2 separate regions of the Mus musculus genome follow, and region 1 is linked to region 2. The links are chromatin contacts, called in public HiChIP or PLAC-seq maps. All regions are on one chromosome and are shown on one strand. The core of a region is the stretch at or near the end of the contact, and the rest is flanking DNA. Distances in the headings are between cores, read along the strand shown. Region 1 holds the start of Sin3b (transcriptional regulator, SIN3B (yeast)). Region 2 holds the start of Eps15l1 (epidermal growth factor receptor pathway substrate 15-like 1).

Region 1 (6,753 bases), core at 790-3,289, 300 kb after region 2:
GAGGGTGCTGCTTAGTGGCTTGCTCCCCTTGGCTTGCTCAGCCTGATTTCTTAAACTCAGCAGGACCAGCAGCCCAGGATAGTCAGAACCCACAGTGGGCTGGAGCTTTCCACATCAACCATCAATTAAGAAAAATCCCCCACAGACTTGCCCACAGGCCAGCTAGATGGAGGCATTTTCTTGGTTGAGGTTCCCTCTTTCCAAATGACTCAAAACTAACATTGCAGTCGCTTAACCTGGCCAATGTAGTCATCTTGGCTTGCCACCTTGCTCTAGGATTCTGTCACTACTGCTTCATTGCTGGCCACCATGCCTGCCAGAAAACCACCTCTTCTGGGGTCATAAGTATGTGTATAAAGCCCCATTACTTTTGACATGCCCGGTGATTGCTGGAGTTTGGATTTGGCTGGCATGTGCTGGGAGCACATCCTCACAGCGTGGAGGGCACTGGCAGCAGGGAGGAAGCTAAGGGGTGAGAGCTGATTAGGTCCTTATGTTATCATGTGCACATAGGGATGCATGTGTGTATGGAAGCATGTGGGGGCCAGAGGTCCACATCAAGTAGTTTCCTCTTCTGATTTCCACCTTGTTTAAATTTAAAAGTTGTTTTATGAATATATGGATATTCAATTGGCATGTATCACATGTGTACCACATGTGCCTAGTGTCTACAGAGGTCAGTGAAGGTGCCAGATCTCCTGAAATTGGAGTTACAAGCAGTTGTGAGCCACTATGTAGGTGTTTGGAACGGAGGATAGGTCAGCCTGGAAGCAGAGGTCCCATGATCCAGGTTTGCACACATTTGTGAACGGAATCAAGGAATGTCACTCTGAGAGGAGTTAATGGGTAAAGAGCTTGCTCTAAGCAAGCAGGAGGATCCAGACTAGGGGCTGTGACCCCAGCACTACTGTGGAGACAGGTGGACCCATGGCCACTGTATCAAGTGAAGACAATGAGCTACAGGTTCAGTAAGAGATGCTGCCCCCAAAACACAAGGGCTGGGTGATAAAAGATTGTGCCCATCTCTGGTCTCTGTACACACACACACACACACACACACACACACACACACACAGGAGTGAGTTTACCTACACATATGTACACACACGTGCACACACACACATACACACCCAGTGCAAGAATTCAGTCCACATGGCTCTTGAATGGATGCTGCTCACCTACAGCCCATTGCTGTATCAACCTCACAGAATAGACATTCAGAAACTTGTTCCAGAAAGCACCAGAGCCTTGCAAATATCACTATTGAGGTCTTGGGTCAACACAGACATCTAAGCTTGTTTTCCCTCTCTCTCTTTTTGAGACAAGGTCAACACCTAACTGTCATTTTTTTTTTTAAAGATGCAGTCTTTTTTCTTTTTTTTTTTTTAAGTTTTATTTATTTAATGTATTTGAGTACACTACAGTGAAGGTTGTGAGCCTTCATGTGACTGCTGGGAATTGAATTTTAGGACCTCTGCTCGCTCCTGCCAACCCTGCTCGCTCCTGCCCAAAGACTTACTTATGATTATAAATAAGTAAACTGTAGCTGTCTTCAGATGCACCAGAAGAAGGCGTCAGATCTCATTACGAGTGGTTGTGAGCCACCATGTATTTGCTGGGATTTGAACTAAGGACCTTCGGAAGAGCAGTCGGTGCTCTTACCGTTGAGCGTTGAGCCATCTCTCCAGCCCCTAGAGATGCAGTCTTAACTATGTACCCCAGTTTAGGTTAGACCTCTCAGTGGTCTCCTCTCAGACTCCCCGGTACTGAGATCACAAGCGAGCCTGCACACTGAAATGTGAAGTTTATAGAATTAATGCGTTTTGAAATATTCTTCAACTTTGCTTTACTTTCTTTCCCTCCAACAAAACAAATCAAAAAACACTTTAGGCCTTCCAGGTGGCCACAGACCCCCAGGGCACATAAGTTGAGAAAGACCTCCCGCCCCGTCCAGCAAGGCCCTTATGTGGACACTCCCCTATTTGACGCCACGAGTCTCCACCCCCTAGGAGGCGGGGCCCGCGCAAGCGCGACCAGGGCTCAGGCGGAGGCGGGGCAGAAGCGGCTCTGACTTCCAACATGGCGCATGCAGGCAGCGGAGGCTCCGCGGGCCGGGGATTCGGTGGCTCCCGCTGGGGTCGTTCGGGCTCCGGAGGGCACGAGAAGCTGCCGGTGCACGTGAGTGATGTCCTTAGCCTCTTCCTGGGGACTCGGACCCCCGCGGGGATGGCGCCCCGCCGTGCGGCCCCGCCTTGGCCTCCTCTCTGCGCAGCCGGGCCCGGGGACCCCACACCCCTTCCGCGGAATCCTTCGGTCTTCGCGGCAGCCCCTCGGTTTCCCCCTAACAATTCATTTCCGCCGCTCCTCGGACTTCTCAGAGATACAGAGGTCTTTCTCGACATCTCTCAGTCATTCCTGCGATCCCTGTCATCCCCGGGACCCTTCGGTGCACCCCGAAAACCTTCGATCCTCCTAGTTGGCCCGTAGTTTCCCTTTTACGCCCCTCGGTCTTCCAAGGGATTTCGCGTCCTCCTCGAGACCCTTCGGTCGTCCCCGCCGGTCCTCGGTCCAACCCGGAACTCCTCGAGGCCCCTCGGGACTACCCGCAGGCTCTCGGGACTACCCGCAGGCTCTTGGTCCTACCCGCAGGCTCTCGGTCCTTCTAGTCGGACGTCGGCCCTCCCAGTAACACCGCAGTTATCCTCGCGGCCCTCTGCTGCCCCGTGCCACCCCTCTTCTATCCCTGGCCTTCCAGCCATCAGTCACTGCATCGCGCGACCCTGGCCCACCTCTGGCCTTCTTGTTCCCCACAGGTGGAGGACGCTCTCACCTACCTCGACCAGGTGAAGATCCGCTTTGGCAGTGACCCTGCCACCTACAACGGCTTCCTGGAGATCATGAAGGAGTTCAAAAGCCAGAGGTAATCTGCAGGGCCTTGTACACCCAGGAGCTGGGGGCTGAGCCCTCTAACCCCCAAACCAACTACACTGTGTCTCCTCAGCTGTTAATCATGCACAGGATTGGAGGGCCCTGGGAATCTCTTCTAAAACAGTCGCAAGATGAGGTGGTTCTGAGGAACTGATGGGATTCCTGGAAGGGGTGAAGGAATTGGGGAATCGAGGCCTGAACAGGGAGTGTTGGGTGTAGTCTTTATTTAAAATGTTGATTTGGGGGTGGGTAAGATGTCCCAGAGGGTAGCAGTGCCAGCCACCAAGCCTGACCACCCGAGTTTCAGCCCTAGAGAGATGAGAATTAACTCCTACAAGTTGTTGACCTGCCCTTGAGATCTGTGGTACATGCCCAAATACAGAAAATAAATGGGGTACAGATTTTGATTGTTTGGGGAAGCATTTTTTGTTAATACTGCAGGAAAATATTACTTATGATCTCTTAGCTCTTGTCCCTACGATGCTTTTCAATAGCACTTACTAATCTGGAACCAGTGTGGTATGAACAGGAACTGTTTTGTAGACACAGAGCAGTTAGGCGTATTGGGTTGTTTCTGAGTTAATGTCCGTGTCTTCTAGAATCTTCTGGGAGGTGTGGCTTGGTTTAGGTAAGGGACTCATCCTAGTGACAGGTGGGTGGAGCTAGAACCCAGGCTGTCAGTCAGACCGCTTCCCACAGATCTTGGTACTGACCTGCCTGTCTGCTCTCAGGAAGTGTAGACGGCCTGGGCTGGTTTCTTGTGGATATTCAGGGTACTGAAGCCAGAAGAAGACCCTCATGTCATTTCAACTTTACCAGTCCCCTAACTTGAAGGCTCTGGTGTTTAAACACTTCCTTTAGTAAAAAAATGAAAGTGTATCCTTACCTTTCCCTAATTCATAAAATATGAGGGAATTTCTCACATTGCTTGGAGAACTGTGTCCTGTTGAGTCTCAGCCCAGCACCTAACTCTTGAGACATCTTCAGAATTGGGCCCAGGAGCTCAAATGGCCTGGAAATATAGTTATGTAGTGTGTTATATACATCACACACACACACACACACAAAACTATCATGTATATAGTTATGTCTAGTTATAGTTCTTGCTAGACCTAGCCACAGGTGATTTTACATGGTGGGGCCCATTTGTTCAGTTGGGCATAGTGGTGCATACCTTTAATCTCAGGCAGAGGCAAGCATATGGAGGTCATCAGGGCTATACAGAGAAACCCTGTCTCTAAGGGAACAAACAAAACAACATGGTGGGGCCCATTTTCAGAGTCTTCGCCGTCAACTAAGCCTGGGCTGAGGTGATCTCGAGGGCATCTGGGGGAGTTCACTCTTAGGACTCTTGCCCACTTGTGTTTCTTTTTTCCAGCATCGACACTCCTGGTGTGATCAGGCGTGTGTCCCAGCTCTTCCATGAGCACCCTGACCTCATCGTGGGGTTTAATGCTTTCCTTCCGCTTGGATACCGTATAGACATTCCCAAGAACGGCAAGCTGAACATCCAGTCGCCGCTGAGCAGCCAGGTAGGCTTCGCTTGAGTGATGTGGACCTCGAGAGTCGCACCCACAGGGAGCACAGCTAGGCATTTGTGATGTTGCTGGAAGCCTTTGTACAACCTATTCTTTTTCTAGGTTCTCTAGTGCATGACCAGACAAACACAGAGACAGCCTTTTCGTCCCATCAAGTATAGTGGCTGGGGTGTGGTTCAGTGTGGAATAGTACACTTAGCACGGGCAAAGTCCTGGGTTTAGTCCCCAGCAGGTGGGGGTGGGCGTTTGGGAGGAGATTTCAGGATCATTGAATCACTAGTCACTGAGGTCTGGCCTCCAGGCTTTCCCAATAAGTCTACCAGGCCAAGTACGTATGCACTGCCATCTTATGGCTTCCATTGATCTCAGGCCACCAGTAAAGTCGAGATAGTTGAGCTATGTGCATGGGAATAAGTGTTTCTTTCACTGTGTCATAGGATTGTCAAATGCTCTTTTCTCAGCTCAGGTTGGGCTCTGCAGCCTGCTGTCTGTAGTTCTCCACGTTGCTACTCTCACCTTAGCTTAGACAGTCTGAACCTCATCCTCATTCCTTAGTCTTCCCAATGCTAGGATCACATGAGAGCTGCCACCACAGGCTTTCAGTGAGGTTGGAGAGGGACTCTGGAAGGGTAGTGTGGCCTCACAGGCCCTCCAAGTGGCTCCTGAATAAGTTCTGCCTGCTGTGCCCATCTGCATGCCTCATGAAGCCCAGCGCTGCCCAGTTTTCAGAGGGGACTCCTGGAAGCACATGCCACTGAGTTTTCACAGTCTTCCATTTTCCACCTGTACCTGGAACTCAGGAACTGTGACCACCAGGGCCTTAACAGAAGGAGCTTCTGGATTCTGTGTGATACAAGGCAGTGTGAGCTGTGTCAAGAGCAAAGAGCAGTTCCTGGGGCATGCATGATATAAGAACTCAGGATGCCACTCACTAGAAAGCTAAGTTGTGGGTAGTGGTAGCTGGTAGGAAGTGGAGTCTGAGTCATGGGGGCGGGCTGTTCCCTTCATAGGTGACTTAGATGACCAAGGGGCCCCTGTGCTTACAGAAAGGATGACCAAGATGGTCTTAGATCCATGAACAGGGCACCTGTGCCTGTCCTGAGTCACATTCCTTCAGGGTACTCTGGAGCCCCTTAATCTTGGTGACAGAGAATGAACTGCTCACCCGGGATTCTGACTCAGGTGTTTATTGCTTTCTAAGTCGGGATTCCAAACTTTACCACATGTCAGCATCCTGCTGATTTCCAGTCTTTCAGTCATTTTTCTATTTTGCTGTTTTCCTTATTTGAGACATGGTCTCTGTAGCCCAGCCTGGCTCTGGAACTAGACATTCTCCTGCTTTAGGTTCCAGAGCACTGGGGTGATAGGCACCTACTTTCTTAGCATCCTAGCTTCAGTTTTTGAAATGCAGTGCCCTTCCTCCCTTCCTCTCTCTCTTCCTCCCTCCCTCCCTTCCTCCCTTGACAGCCACATTTGAACACTGTTCCCTTATGTGCTGACAAAGGTGTTGAGGGAGTCTCCAGCTGTTGGGATGCCTGTAGCAGGGTTTCTGAGCCTTTCATTCATTCTTTCTTGAGAGGAATTCTGTCCTCTACCATGACACCTGTGCCCTTGCTGTAGCAGCTGAAAGCCAGGTAACAAGCACCAGGGCCCCAGTTGACAACACAGAGGGTCAAGCTGAGCTGGGTGCTTTGATTCAAGGTGTCATTTCAGCACTCAGGAGATGGTATGAGTTCAGAGCCAAGCGTGGCCTACAGAGTAAGACCCTATCTTACCTGCCTCCTGTGAAGGGAGGGGCCAGATAACCATGCCCAGCCACAAGCGGGAGGCTTGGAGCACATTCACCTGCTGTTGTTTCTCCCTCAGCAAGCATCCTGGGAGCTGTTTCCTCAGAATCCCCACTGGCACTCAGAGGTGGGAGAAATGTGACTTCCTTGTGTTGCTGCTGCTCTTCTGACCAAGCTCTTCAGGGGAAGCAGGACCTTTTCCTGGGTCACTGAGCTGTGTTTGGGGAGGAGTAGGAAACCAGCTGTCAGTGGAAAAGTGAGGATGGGACACCTAGCTCCTGGGGACAGAGTAGGTCCTTCTTGGTCTCGCATACTCACAGGAGGCTGACCCTTTACCACACTCTTTGGGGAGGCTTGGTCAGTTTTTGACAATGACAGGTAGTGTCTTGGGCCTGATGAATTCCAAACTACCACGTCCTTGGATGCTGGCCCTCTCTTTCATTTGGGGTTTGGTTGTAGGACTTCCAACGTTGATAGCAGGGACTTAGTGGGAGCTGGAC
Region 2 (6,981 bases), core at 3,698-6,197:
CACTGCAGGTCAACAAAGCAGCCAGGGACTCTGGAGCTCCAGCAGAGGACAAATCTGCCCCTACCATGTTCTCTGTCCATCAAGGCAATGGCACAGTCACCAGCCTTCCAAAAAGAGCCTTGAAAACAGCACAGGCACAAGGGGACAAATGAATGTCCCTAGGCCCTGCATTCCAGACACACTAGTCTGGCCAGAGCTCTACGCAGGATGCTCGCTCAGCAGGCTATGTGGAAGAATGGTGTTGGAGGGAGCTCCACAGCAAGCAACCAATGGTTTAACTCTAATGGGACACATGGCTATGGGGCTTTCACAAGTCACCTGGCTACTATGGGTATCAGGTTTTTCTCATCCAATAAACAGATTCTTTTTACAAGGCTGGGAGGAATAGCTTGCCAGTAAGCACTACCTGGCACGTGCAAGGGCCTGGGTTTCACCACAGCACCAGATACAATCATGACCTACAACCATGGATTGTGGCTCATGAAGGTGTCACTAAATCCCCTGGACATAAGAAATGATACCAGGAGGAAGCTGGATAGCCTAGGGCACCCTTATTATGAACAAAGAACCCACAGATGCAATGGGCAGAATGATCTCTCAGGTCCGGGAGGGTGAAAGGGAAGTCAGCAGACTACCTGTGCCCCACAGCTCCAAGATCAACGTTGGTGAGGGAAAGCCAGGGGTCAGGACATGAGACCAGAATAGCAAGGTCAGTCAACAAGGTCAGGTGAGGCCAGAAAGGGGCAGAACAGGACTGTGGGGTGCTGGCTCACAAGCCCAGACTCACTTTGAGAGGGCAGGCACTTTACCACAGAGCTACACACCTAACCTCCCTGTGAGAATACAAGCCACGAAAGGTTCTGGAGTCAGGGAATAGTAGTTAGAAGATCCCACGGTGATAGCAGGAAGAAAGGGAGGAATCAAGACTGACAGACAGTGCCTAGGCCCAGTGCCCTGCAGAACTGCCGAGTTCAGAAAGTAGCCAATTCTAGAGTCCAGCAGCCCCCAGAAGGGCAGACAGTGTCTGAGTCTGTAGGAGGCAGGTTTAGAGTACTGAGCAAGGAGGCTGGGACCAGAGAGCAGAGAGAAAGGACAGAGAGATGGGAAGCCAAAAAACCCTGAGGAGAAGGAAGGTGAGTGGGCACAGGAGGAGGCTGTGTGTAAGGGCTCAGGCTATGTTCCAGACAGAACCTCTGGAAGAGAAGCAGGCCTGGAGGTCTGCTGTCACTCATGAGCAATCTGGTGTGAAAGGGAGTTCAGGATGGGATTGGGGAGAAGAGAGCAGACAGAGGGCAATAGGAAACATCCCCTGGGGCTGCCGAGAAAAAGGAGCAGAGACTCTCCCTGATCCTGTGGCTGGGCTCAACCACACCACAGCCTTCTGTTCAGCACACCTCAGCCAAATGGTATCCCAGAACTCTCCATGCCCTGTTTTCCTTGTGATCCTATGTGAGCTGTTAGGCTTGCTCTAAGGGTCTGGGTAATAGTAACATCTATATCTGAGCAGCAAGTATAAACACAGACTGCTGAACAAATGGCTCAGCCGTGCTTACTGCTCTTGCAGAGGACCTAGGTTCAGTTCCCAGCACCCACATCAAGGTCCTGTTCCAGGGGATCTGACATCCTCTTGCCTCCATGGGCACCTGCACACACTTGATACAAATAACTCAGAGAGACACATGCACATAAATGTAAATAAATAAATCTTAAGACAAAAGGGGAAGTTATAGAAGCTGAGCACGTGATTCAAATCTGTAGCCCCGGCATTTAGGACGGCAAGGCAAGAGAACTGCCATGAGTTCAAGGTCAGCTTGGGCAACTTAGTGCCAATGAGATGGTTGAACAAGGACACTTGTCACCAAGCCTAACAATCTTACTTTGATGCCCAGGACCCACATGGCAGAAGAAGAGACCCAACTCCCAGGTAGTACTCTGACCTCCGCACACACGCTCAGCACACATGAACATAAGGATTGCTTAGTGAGTAGTGCCGAGCATGTGTGAAACCCAGAACCAACCCTCAGCACACTGCCCTTATAAAAGCAGGTGTGGGGCTCCTGGACCAGGCCTTCTGCTAACCAGGAGGTAGGAAGCAACCAGGCATGCTCTGGGATCACAGTCCTCTAGAGGCTAAGGCAGGAAAATCAATAGAAGTCTGGGGCCAGCCTGAGCTACACAGAAAGACTTGGAACTCACACAAAGTACCAATGCAGGAAAATTGTCCTTTGACTACCACATGCACCATGGTACATAACGGCCCCCACAGGAATAAATCAATAAATACAAAAAAATTTAAAGAATCACCACAAAAACATGGGGGTGGAGGGAAAGCAGCTCAGAAGGCACCTGAACTTGTGAGCCACCACAGGCCATGTCTCCTCAACTGCTGTTTCAGCTCCTGTTCCCACCCACAGCTCCATCCCACACAGGGAAGAAAGGCCACACGGGAGCTGCTGCAGGTGCAGTCACAGTCCCCATACCTACTTAGGTGACACTTTCTGAGTGTCTTTCCACTGGCAACAGGTCTGACACAGAAACAACAGACACGCAAACATGTCCTGTGGACCAAGAGAGCTGTAGGATTATATGATGTGCACATGGCTGTGTGCCATGACTAGCAAAGGCCTCTGGGAAGGATGATATCTGAACTGCTGCTGAAGGAAGAGAAGGATCCAAGCCAGAGAAGAAAAGGCTGGAGTGCTTCAGAAAGAAGGATCAGTCTTCAGGGCCACCATAGCTGACAACACAGCTAGGTATGTGAAGAACAGAGAACTGACCACACCATGGTGCCATGGAGAGCATGTGGAAGGCAAGTCACAAGTTAGGAAGAGAGAATCAGGATTCTATCCCAGAGGCTCTAACAAGGTGAATCTAATGAAACTGACTCATGTTTTTGTATCTGTCATCTCAGTATGACAAAACGCCATCCTACGGTAACTAGTTTACCAATAAAATAGAGCATCCCTCCTCCCCAGACAGGGCCTCATTTTATAGCCCAGGCTAGAACTTTCTGTTACTGAAGTGCTAGCTGAAAGTTGACATTATACTTGGCCAGGAACCGCTTCCTTGATATTCTGGTGTTTGAGAAAAAATTGACAGCATGTATCCAACTCCCATGTACTCAATAACTATCAGCTACTACTATGGCCCAAATTTTTAAAAATCCAAATTATGACTAATGTCAAAATTAGGAAATTTGAAAAACCCTCCCTCAAAAAAAGTCAGAGGTAATGACTGGACTGAAGCCAGCTGAGTTAGTAACATGCTTGCCCTAAAAGCTCGAGGATCCAAATTCTCTCCCCAGAGCTAGCTCACACAGAAGTGCTACAGGATGCACGGCACTTGTGCTGGAGAAGAAGGGACAGGAGGCTCCCTGGCCTTGCTGACTTTCCAGGCTGGCCTAATTGAGGAACTACAGGCCAGTGAGAACCTGTCAAGAGAGAGGTGAACACCCACAGCTGGTCCTCTGTCATCCCACTTGGAAGCCTGGAGCACGAGGATGCAGAGAGTCCAGGAATTGGAAGCCAGCCTGGGTGACATAGCAAGGCTCTAACTCAATACACACCTATCCTCAATACACTCCCTACTATCTGTCTAGTCCTTAACCATTTTCAGAAGACAATCACAGGTGCTGTAAGAGCATGTTAATTAATATCTACTGGTCTCCACATGTTAATATAGTGTCAAGGCTGCTGGTGGCTGGTCCTTCCAGGACTTAACCACCCTGTATTGCCCTCTCCTTCAGACCAGGTGACCTGGGTGCATCAGCCTGCCAAGCAGTTCTTACCAGCTTTGGCATTCATACTTGCTCTTGTCTTAGTCCCAAACACCCGAATTTATTGACGGGTAACAAAAGAGCTTCCAATGTGTTAGGCAAAATGTGCTTTCCACAGTTTTCTGCTAATGCATTTTACATCTCTATTTTCCAAATGAGGTAATTGATATGCTGAGGTTAAGAAGCCTGCTTCAAGGACACTCTTCCAGAGTTGGAGCCGAGATCTGAATATAAAATGCTTCCTCCTGGTAACCATGACCCTGCGAAAGACGATTCTAGCAAAGTGCATATAATATGCTGTGTGGAACAAACGGGTAATTTGGCAAATTAGCAGGACAGGAATACTTTCTAATTCTTATGGATGTCACCTGGAACTAGAGACTTTGTCAGTGAGAGACTGCTGAGCTCCCAAGCACCTGATCCCAAGCACGTTAGAAAGTGGCTGAAGAATGAATGAATGTTTTCCGCTAGAAGCACAATGGCCTTCTCACTGCTATTCTGTACGTCCCTGTAGCATTTGATACGTTCAAGAAAACCATCCAGCGACCCTGAGGACGAAGACTGGTGCATACCGTTGGGGGCGTAGGATCCGCGCTTTTCGCACCGCACAGAGCAGCGGAAGCGGATCTCGGGGGAAGGAGGGCTGGGCGGCCAGAGGCGAAGCGGGCGTGTCCCGGTTCCCCTTGCGACTCCAGTATGGGACACCACCCGCCCCGACGCCCGACCCCGCGGGAGACAAAGACTGGCGGCGGGCCCACCGCTCTCGCTCGCCTCCGCGGGGACGAAGCGCGACGCGGCTCGAACAACAGCGCCCACCCCCCAAACCCCCCCCCGTCCCTTAACCTGGCCAGGCCCCAGACGGAGCAGACATACGCAGCGGCCGCGCCCCATCACCTCTTCGCAGCCGCTCGGGGGTCGCCCGGCGCAAGAGTATGCGGGCCGCTCCGGCCTGTCACCTTCAGAACCGCCCGGCCCCCGCCACTCAGCCTCTGAGCCTTCAGCGCGCGCCTCCGCGGTCCCCTGGAGCCGCGCTTCCGCGACGACTTATCTTTCTCGCGGCAACCACCGTCCGCACCGCCCCACGGCGCACCCCAGCACCATACCTGCTGCGAGAGGGGTACAAGCGGCGCCGCCATCTTCGTGCGGACTCGGCCTCCGGAGCGCCGAAGGAACGGGGGCGGGGCCGTGCCTGCGCACTAGTACGAAGGAGGGATGCGATGCGCGCGCAGCACAGCCAGCGCAAGGACAGGCCACAGGACCAGAGTACACGTGCGCAGAAGGGAATCCAAGTCCTCCCGTGAGAAGTTTTGCAGTAAGAGGGCGGAGCCTCGATCACAGTGGAGAGGGCGGGGCAGTTCTGGCTGGAGGCGGAGCCTTTATGGGGAAGGCTCTGTCGCATAGCCTTACCAGAGTTGGCCGTACCGGGTGATTTAGAGAGCCTAGCCTAAAGCACAGCGTGACTAGAAGGTTCGGAGCCTCGTAAGTTTAGTGGGCCGAGAGTGGGCGGGCTAGTCGGTCTGTGGGGGTGGGGAGGGCCTCGTGTGCATCTCCTGATTGGAGTGGGCAAACCGAGCCCCTGGCTTTGGAGGCTCCTGTGAGGCAGGGAACCCAAGGGATAGGTAGGGCTCCCTTCCAGACCGCTGCACTCCAGCTCCCTGCACTTTCCAGTCTGGGTCTGTGAATCGGAGCTTGGCTAAACCCAGGCACCGTCTTAACTTCTCCACTCTAGTAGCCTCTACTAATGCCTAGGGTTTGCTGAACTTTTCCCGGGGAAATGGAGACAGTGGCACACAACAAAGTACCATGGTGCTCAAGTCTAACTTGGGCCATATGCAGTGTTAGTACCACTCAGTATGCTTGTTAAACAGATTTGGGTTCTGATTGCTTGCAGATGTGGGTGTAGCCTGACATCTGGTGTTTTTTGTTGTTTTTTTATGTGTATATGCCTGCTGTGCTCGTGCCAATGCCTGCCCAAGAGAGAAGAGTTTATTAGATGCCATTGAGCTGGAGTTAAAAGCACTTATGAGCCCCCAACCCCCGATATGAGTGGGAACAGAACTAGGGTCCTCTGGAAAAGCAACAAGCACCCTTAACCAACTAACTATATCTTCAGCTACTCTGGTATTTCTTTTTTTTTTTTTTTTTAAAGATTCATTTATTTATTATATGTAAGTACACTGTAGCTATCTTCAGACAATCCAGAAGAGGGAGTCAGATCTTGTTAAGGATGGTTGTGAGCCACCATGTGGTTGCTGGGATTTGAACTCCGAACCTTCAGAAGAGCAGTCGGGTGCTCTTACCCACTGAGCCATCTCACCAGCCCCTACTCTGGTATTTCTTTGTCTTTTTTTTTTTTTTTAAGTTACATTTTAACTTACATCTTAAAAGATTTGTGTGTTGGATGGCCCCTTCCACCATGAGTCACAGAGATAGGACTCAGGTTGTTAGCCTTGGCCGCAAGCATCTTTACCCACTGAGCTATCTTGCTGCCCCTTAGGACATCCTCATTCAAACCACTACACAGGTGCTGGGAAACATGGTACACATATACCGCCACACTCAGTCCCACTGTGTTTGATTTCTTGAGGTAGTTGTGACTGATCCTGATTGCCAGCTGCACAGGATCTAGAATCATATAGGAGACAAAGCTCTGGGTTACAACTGTGAATTTCTAGACTAAGCTGAGGAAGGAAGACCCCCCCACACACACACACACACTTGTTCCATGTGCTGGAGGCCAGGACAATGGATGCTGTGTGACCAGCTGCCTCACCATACACATAACACAAATCTTTGTTTTAAAAGCTCTGTGTATGTGTGTTTGTGTACATAAGTGCAGACACCTGCAGAGGCCAGAAGAGGGCATCAGTGGTTGTCCAGTGCCTGATGTAGGTATTGAGAATTGAACGGAGATCCTCTGAGAAAGCAGCAAGTGCCCTTAATCACAGACTCATCTCTCTAGCCCATAAAAATTTTAAAAACTTTTCCAGCTAGGTGTGGTAACACATGCCTTTAATCTCAGCCCTCAAGGAGGCAGAGTCAGATCTCATGTGTTTGTAGGCAACCTGGTCTACATAAGGAGCTATAAGCTAGCCAGAACTACATGGTGAAACATTATCTTAAAAAAAGGGGAGGGGGGTGGATTAAGGAAATATAGCCATGTATCATGGCACATACCTGTCATCCTAGCACTTGGTGTCTTTTCT

Evidence for each region. HiChIP or PLAC-seq counts read pairs in DNA pulled down with a chosen protein or histone mark.
Region 1: a contact with region 2 is called in an H3K27ac HiChIP or PLAC-seq map of extraembryonic endoderm stem cells, with 4 times the contacts expected there. The contact joins the promoter of Sin3b here to the promoter of Eps15l1 in region 2. A contact is called at or near these places in 12 of 484 Hi-C or Micro-C datasets (CD4 T cells, CD8 T cells, Sertoli cells and 8 more), 3 of 115 datasets of contacts at active chromatin or transcription factors (extraembryonic endoderm stem cells, memory CD8 T cells and pancreatic cancer cells) and 1 of 9 other capture datasets (macrophages).

Annotation. Positions count from the first base shown.
Region 1 is chr8:72,721,231-72,727,983 of GRCm38.p6, forward strand. Sin3b (transcriptional regulator, SIN3B (yeast)) reads left to right here and starts at 2,040. Exons shown (of 19, transcript NM_009188.4): 1 at 2,040-2,178; 2 at 2,814-2,920; 3 at 4,307-4,460. The coding sequence starts at 2,080.
Region 2 is chr8:72,416,527-72,423,507 of GRCm38.p6, forward strand. Eps15l1 (epidermal growth factor receptor pathway substrate 15-like 1) reads right to left here and starts at 4,948. Exons shown (of 24, transcript NM_007944.3): 1 at 4,879-4,948. The coding sequence starts at 4,911. It overlaps Gm46043 (a long non-coding RNA gene), which reads left to right. Exons shown (of 3, transcript XR_001778581.2): 1 at 1-5,254.